2 separate regions of the Sus scrofa genome follow, and region 1 is linked to region 2. Evidence: chromatin contacts called from public HiChIP or PLAC-seq data. All regions are on one chromosome and are shown on one strand. Each heading gives the region's core, a stretch centred on a gene start, on an enhancer-like site or on the middle of the called end of the contact. The rest is flanking DNA. Distances are from core to core; before and after follow the strand shown. Region 1 overlaps SDCCAG8 (serologically defined colon cancer antigen 8). Region 2 overlaps CEP170 (centrosomal protein of 170 kDa).

Region 1 (2,818 bases), core at 97-2,596, 140 kb after region 2:
GGCCTTTGCTTTGGTACCTACGTCTAATTCCGCTTCAAAATCAGGTTACCATGTCTCTTTGAAATCATTTTTCTCTTCTCTCCCTAATTTTAATCAGTATAAACTCTCAATCTAGAAGACTATTTGACACTTTTTTAAAAGAAAATCATCTGTTTCATTACTTCAGTTTATAACATTGTAATATCTTTTATACACTCAGCATGTCTTAAACTACAAACATTGATTCTCACAGTTCTGGAAGTCCAAGATCAAGGCACTGGTAGATTTGGAGTTTTTCTGGTTCACAAGCAGCTGTCTTCTCGCTGTGCGTTCACATGGCGGAGGCCGCGCGGGAGCTCTCTGGAGTCTCTTTTAGAAGAGCGCTCGTCCCATTCATGAGGGATCTACTCTCATGACCTAATCCCCTCCCGTAGGGCCCACTATTTATTTGCATCACTGGGGGTTAGGTTTCAATATCTGAATTTTGGAGAGGCACAGACATTCAGTCCTTAGCACCCTCTGCTTCATCTCTTTTCATCAGCCTGAAAGGTTTCACCGTCCGTGGGGTTAACCTCTGCAACACCTTGGTCCCGCCACACTTGGCCTTCCTGACCTCTGACCTGTCCCTCCCGCCTGAACTGACGCGTCCACGAGATCTCAAGCTCTAACACCAAGCCTTTTCTCTTCCTCCCTGTCCCAGTTAAATCTAGTCCGTGTCCTCATAACTGCCTCTAGTGCTTCAGCCTCCTCTCACATCTTACTGTACCTTTGTCTCCAGGCTGCTCCTCTTCCTTTTCCATTTAGATGTGAATTTTACAGCCTGATGCTAAACTCATTGTATTCATTCCATCAAAACAACCAACTGACAAGAGCTTCTTCAACACCTTTGCATCCCTCAAATGTGTCTCCTCATTTTTTTTTTTTTCTTTTTTTCTTCTTTTTGGCCATACCTGCAGCATGTAGAAGTTTCTGGGCCAGGGGTTGAACCCATGCTACAAGCTGGATTCTGTGACAATCCAGTGACCCAAGCTAAAGCAGTGACAATACCCTATTCTTAACCCACTAAGCCACAAGGGAACTCCTCATTTCTTTCTTATTTATCTGGTTCTCTTACTTCCCAAGGCGAATCTCATGTTCTTGCTATCTCCTGTGTCTAGAGTTCCAGGGACCCCAAGCCATTTTTCATCACATGTTTTTGTATCTTCAGTCCTTTCTTCTCCACTTGTTTTTTAGCTTTTTTTTTAAACCTTTGTAGCTTTGCATTCACTTCTGAACACACTGTAGTTAGACTTTCAACAAATTGTAGTCTGATTTCATGCTGCTGAATTGCTCAGTTTATGGTCACCAGTCACTTCCTGATTACTAAACCCGGTGACCTCACCTCAGTCCTCATTTTACTCAAACTCTAGGAAGCCGTTACTGTCCTAGCATAACAGCCCATCTTTTTCCCTTGATTCATCTGATTCTTTCCCCTTGTGGGTTCTCTTGGCACTGCCCTTGTCTCCTCCTCCACACCTCTTTCAACTTGTTTTCCACAAGCCTTAAGTGCAGACCTTCCTCACAGTCAGTTCCTGGCCTTTCCTCTCAAGTCGCCCGGATTTCAGGACTTTGTGTCTTGTCCTCATCCGAACACCCCCGCATGGTGCCTTGAGCTCTCCCAGCTCTCCTGTGCCCCAAATCTACATATCTACTTCTAAACCTCTTCACCTGGGTGATATGCCATTAGCATCCCAAACGCTGCGCCTTGTCCCTTCTCCCTCCTCCTGTCAACCACTCCTCTTCCTTCTACCGTGTTCTCTCTGGTACCTTTTTTCAGATAAGAATATCATGGTCTTACCCATAACCCTGGCTTGGATCCTTTAAAACATCTTGGCTCCTCCTCTAGACATCCAGTCCGTTGCCAGCCTCTCACCATCTCTTCAGAGGCCCTTCTTCCTAAGTTATGCCTGCAACTTCCATTCCTGTACCCCTGCCCCGGCTTCAAGTAGTCGCATACGCTTATGCAACCCACATGGCCTATTACAACAGCCTTGCAGTTGGTCTCACTCAGGTCTCTCTCAGTTCCAGTGTATCTTTCACTCCACTGCCAACGTCTTCCTAAATTGTAAATCTCCCTGTTCAGGCAGCCTTCCTGGTGTAGTAGAAGGAAACATGAATCCCTAGTATGACGTTCCAGATCTTTGATAGTAGAGTCCCACGTTTCTAGATTTACCTTTCACTACACTCCTTTCCTATAACCTGTGCTGTTTCTGAAACGTAAACTGTAATTGACTATTTCCCTGAATTGCTTCTGCTGTACTTTTCTGCACTGTATTCATCTGTGAAATACCTGTTCAACCTATGAGGCTCAACTCAGGTGACAGTCTTCCTAAAAATTTTCCCCAGCCCTCTCTTATTTGAATTAATCTCTTCCAAGTCTGTATTCCTAGTGAGCTGTGTATCATTTTTGTGGCTGTTTACATAGCTCCACCAAAAGTTCTTAAAAGCTAGGATCTGTGATATCTATCACTGTATCCTTCATCTGGCTATTTATATATTAATTGTACAATAAATGTTAAATTAAAGTTAATTATTAGCTTTAAATATGAGTATGAATTTTTGTAATTAGTGCTTTCGAAGTTTGAATAGTTAAGAACTAGAGAAACTACCGAGTATTGCTTTCTAAGTAGTATATAAACAGCAGTACAGGTCCAGTAGTTTATATCACTAAGGTATGTTCAAATATATTAGGAATTTTGCTTTCTGGGAGTAAAAAGTGAAACAGCATACATATTTTAATTTTAAAACCAACTTGTTTATTTCTGAGTTACGAAATTGTTACTTTGTTCTTAGAGTTTCT
Region 2 (2,700 bases), core at 111-2,610:
GGTGGTTTTTTAAAAAAATCATTTTTTGGCCTCACTTGCAGCACGCAAGTCCTAGGCCAGGGATCAAAGCCATGCTATGGCAGTGACAATACCAGATTCTTAACCCACTAGGCCACCAAGGGACTCCCTAATCAAGGCACTTTTAACGGTTGCTTTTAAAAGGATCTTTTACATTCATTTTTGACATTTATTAAGAGTGGTTTCAAAAAGATGATGTTATTTCTAAATTTTCAAAGATCATGCTACATTTTATATGATACAAGGCTATCGGTATTATTCATCCAATTCATAAAAATTGTCAATTTACAAATGGGTAGCTTTTATTTGTGAGCTTTAATATCTATGTACACATACAGGCCTCAATTATAATTTATTATTATCAAGTAGGAGAAAAAAAAAACTGATCCCATGTCAAAAGTTCATATGCCAGGTAATTAATTGCTTATGATTATAATTAAATACAGAAATAGGCCCTGACAAAGAATTAGGTAACTATACCATCTCACTCACTGCTTATTTCTAACAAATCAGAAATAGGTATTTCTTCATTAGTTTATCAGAATCCCAGGGCATAAAGTCCAGGTTAAAATGGGGTCAGTCTTGTCAATGATAGTGAAGTCATTCATAGTTTATTCCAATTACTGAGTACCTATCACATACTCAAGTCCTAGGTAAAGCTTTAAAGATAAAAGGTAAGTGATATATAATCTCTGACCTCAAAGAGAATTTATTTAAAGCTCTTGAACTTTTTGTATAGTAACAGAATAGTTAGATTAACATGAAATCATTTCCCTTATAGACAGCTTGTTAAATAAAATTAAGATAGCATAAGTCTGTCCTCAATAAATTCTAAATTAATTGGCAAAATGAATGGAAAAAGTTGATCAGTTGATACTTTGAGGTACAGGTATAAAAGATGTTATACTCTGGCCAAGGGTTATACTAATACAACATATCTAATAACTATTTCACCAATAAACACTCAACGGCAGTTTTCATAAAAGTCTTACTAGTGAAAAAAGTCTTAGTTCGATTAATTCCCAGTATCTATAAGCAAAAAAAAAAAAAATCTGTTTTAAGAGTAACCTGAGAATAGTTGGCAACGCTCTGCTAACAATGTGATGGTATTGCCAAAGCAGAAGTGTGAGCCATTATCCAATGGCTTAAAACTTTCAAAATTTATATCCTGCCATCTTACGAGAAGCAAACAATGGAGAAGAGAATTGAGTGTATCCTTTCCTTAAGTCGAGAAAATGATGAGAACTGTCTTCTAGGGAATTCCACTGGTGAACCGAATGACTCTTTTATTTCCACAGGAAAAATAAACATCTTTAATGACATAAATATAAAGTTATAAAACCAATCTGGTTTTGGCAAGGAAGTGAAAGCAGCAGACTGTTCTGATTGAGGAAGTTGGATGTGGGCCATACAGCTTTGCTCTAAAATCAAATATAAACTTTTGAAAAAGCACAAATTTCCTACCATATAATTATTTACCTAATAGTAGTTTGGTTACTGGGAAGAATGAACTTTTTCATAAAATAGGAAGTTTTGAAATGATCATTTCACTTTACCTTTCAACCTTTTCAAGTAAACCGGAACGTCACTTTTAATACTTTTGGAATCCTCTTCTGTTCTTTCCCACACCATCTGAGGAGGGTTGTTCTGGGCTAGCCAGTCAGCTACTTTGTTTTCTGGTGCCATCATTCCAGTTTGAATTCCCGGCAGGTCTTGAGTTCCAGGAGAAGACTTCTTTGACTTGTGGCGCTGATCAGAAGCAAATTTTGTCACATGGTCTCTAATAGTTACTTTCCCTGGGGTACTGTCATCAAACTCAATGGTAAAGGAAGCATGCCCTGCACCTGTTGTATGGGAGCTGGGTGTGTCTTTTGTTGGGATTTCATGAATAGTGCTTTCTGTTATTTGTGATGGTTGCTGAAATTCTTTTGTAGGGATTTCAAAATAACTTGGTTCCCTACAGAAAGGAAAAAGTACTTCTTCATTTGCAGCTGCAGCTTGTTCCTCAACTTGCTTGGCATCTATGCTGCACCCTAATAAGAAAAATAAGAGAAAATTCAAAATATTTGGGAGCTTCTAGCACTTGAGGGCATACAGCAATGGCCACTTGTGTTATTCCATGAGAATCAGAAGGAAGTCTGGATGAGAAAGAATGGCAAATGTCACAGAGGAGAAATAATTTTGATTATAAACATGGCATTCAGTTACAAATAGGAGATGCAAGATAAGCAGCAGCAATGTCAAAAGACAGTGAAGCAGTTAAGAGATGGACCATGCCTGGTGAGGTACATATTTTTTCCAACTTGGATCCAGAAATTATCAAAGTAAAAAGAACTGAACTCAAATGGAGATAGAGATGCATACTCAAAGTACATTTCTAGAGAGACTAAAAAAAAAATATGAATTTCCTCATCAGGTAAGGAGGATGAAATATATGAAATATCTACAAGCACAAATAAAGTTCCAAAGGAGAACAGGTCCTCAAATGAGAAAATAAACATGATGTCAATATATAAGCCATGTTCTAGACATAATGATTCACTTACCATTTGTCACCATCACATTCAGAGACATTACAGCGACAAACATATCATTACTACTGTATTACTAATTGTAATCCAAGAAGACAGATACAGTTTATATAGAAGAAAAAAATGAGTAAAGCTAAAACATGTGGTCTGC

What was found. HiChIP or PLAC-seq counts read pairs in DNA pulled down with a chosen protein or histone mark.
Region 1: a contact with region 2 is called in an H3K27ac HiChIP or PLAC-seq map of alveolar macrophages. The contact joins two enhancer-like sites. A contact is called at or near these places in 5 of 47 Hi-C or Micro-C datasets (blood, fibroblasts, liver and 2 more) and 2 of 2 datasets of contacts at active chromatin or transcription factors (alveolar macrophages and skeletal muscle).

The regions. Positions count from the first base shown.
Region 1 is chr10:16,257,210-16,260,027 of Sscrofa11.1, forward strand. The region is part of intron 9 of SDCCAG8 (serologically defined colon cancer antigen 8); the gene reads left to right. Among named protein-coding and RNA genes, the nearest start is that of CEP170, 67 kb to the left of the region's middle. Within about 2 kb of position 1,347, at least 11 of the 83 cell types and tissues checked have an H3K27ac peak or open chromatin away from gene starts, as enhancers often do. A contact at or near this core is called in alveolar macrophages and retroperitoneal adipose tissue, where this site is marked.
Region 2 is chr10:16,121,876-16,124,575 of Sscrofa11.1, forward strand. It overlaps CEP170 (centrosomal protein of 170 kDa), which reads right to left. Exons shown (of 20, transcript XM_021064150.1): 8 at 1,575-2,051. Among named protein-coding and RNA genes, the nearest start is that of SDCCAG8, 68 kb to the right of the region's middle. Within about 2 kb of position 1,361, at least 8 of the 83 cell types and tissues checked have an H3K27ac peak or open chromatin away from gene starts, as enhancers often do. A contact at or near this core is called in alveolar macrophages and retroperitoneal adipose tissue, where this site is marked.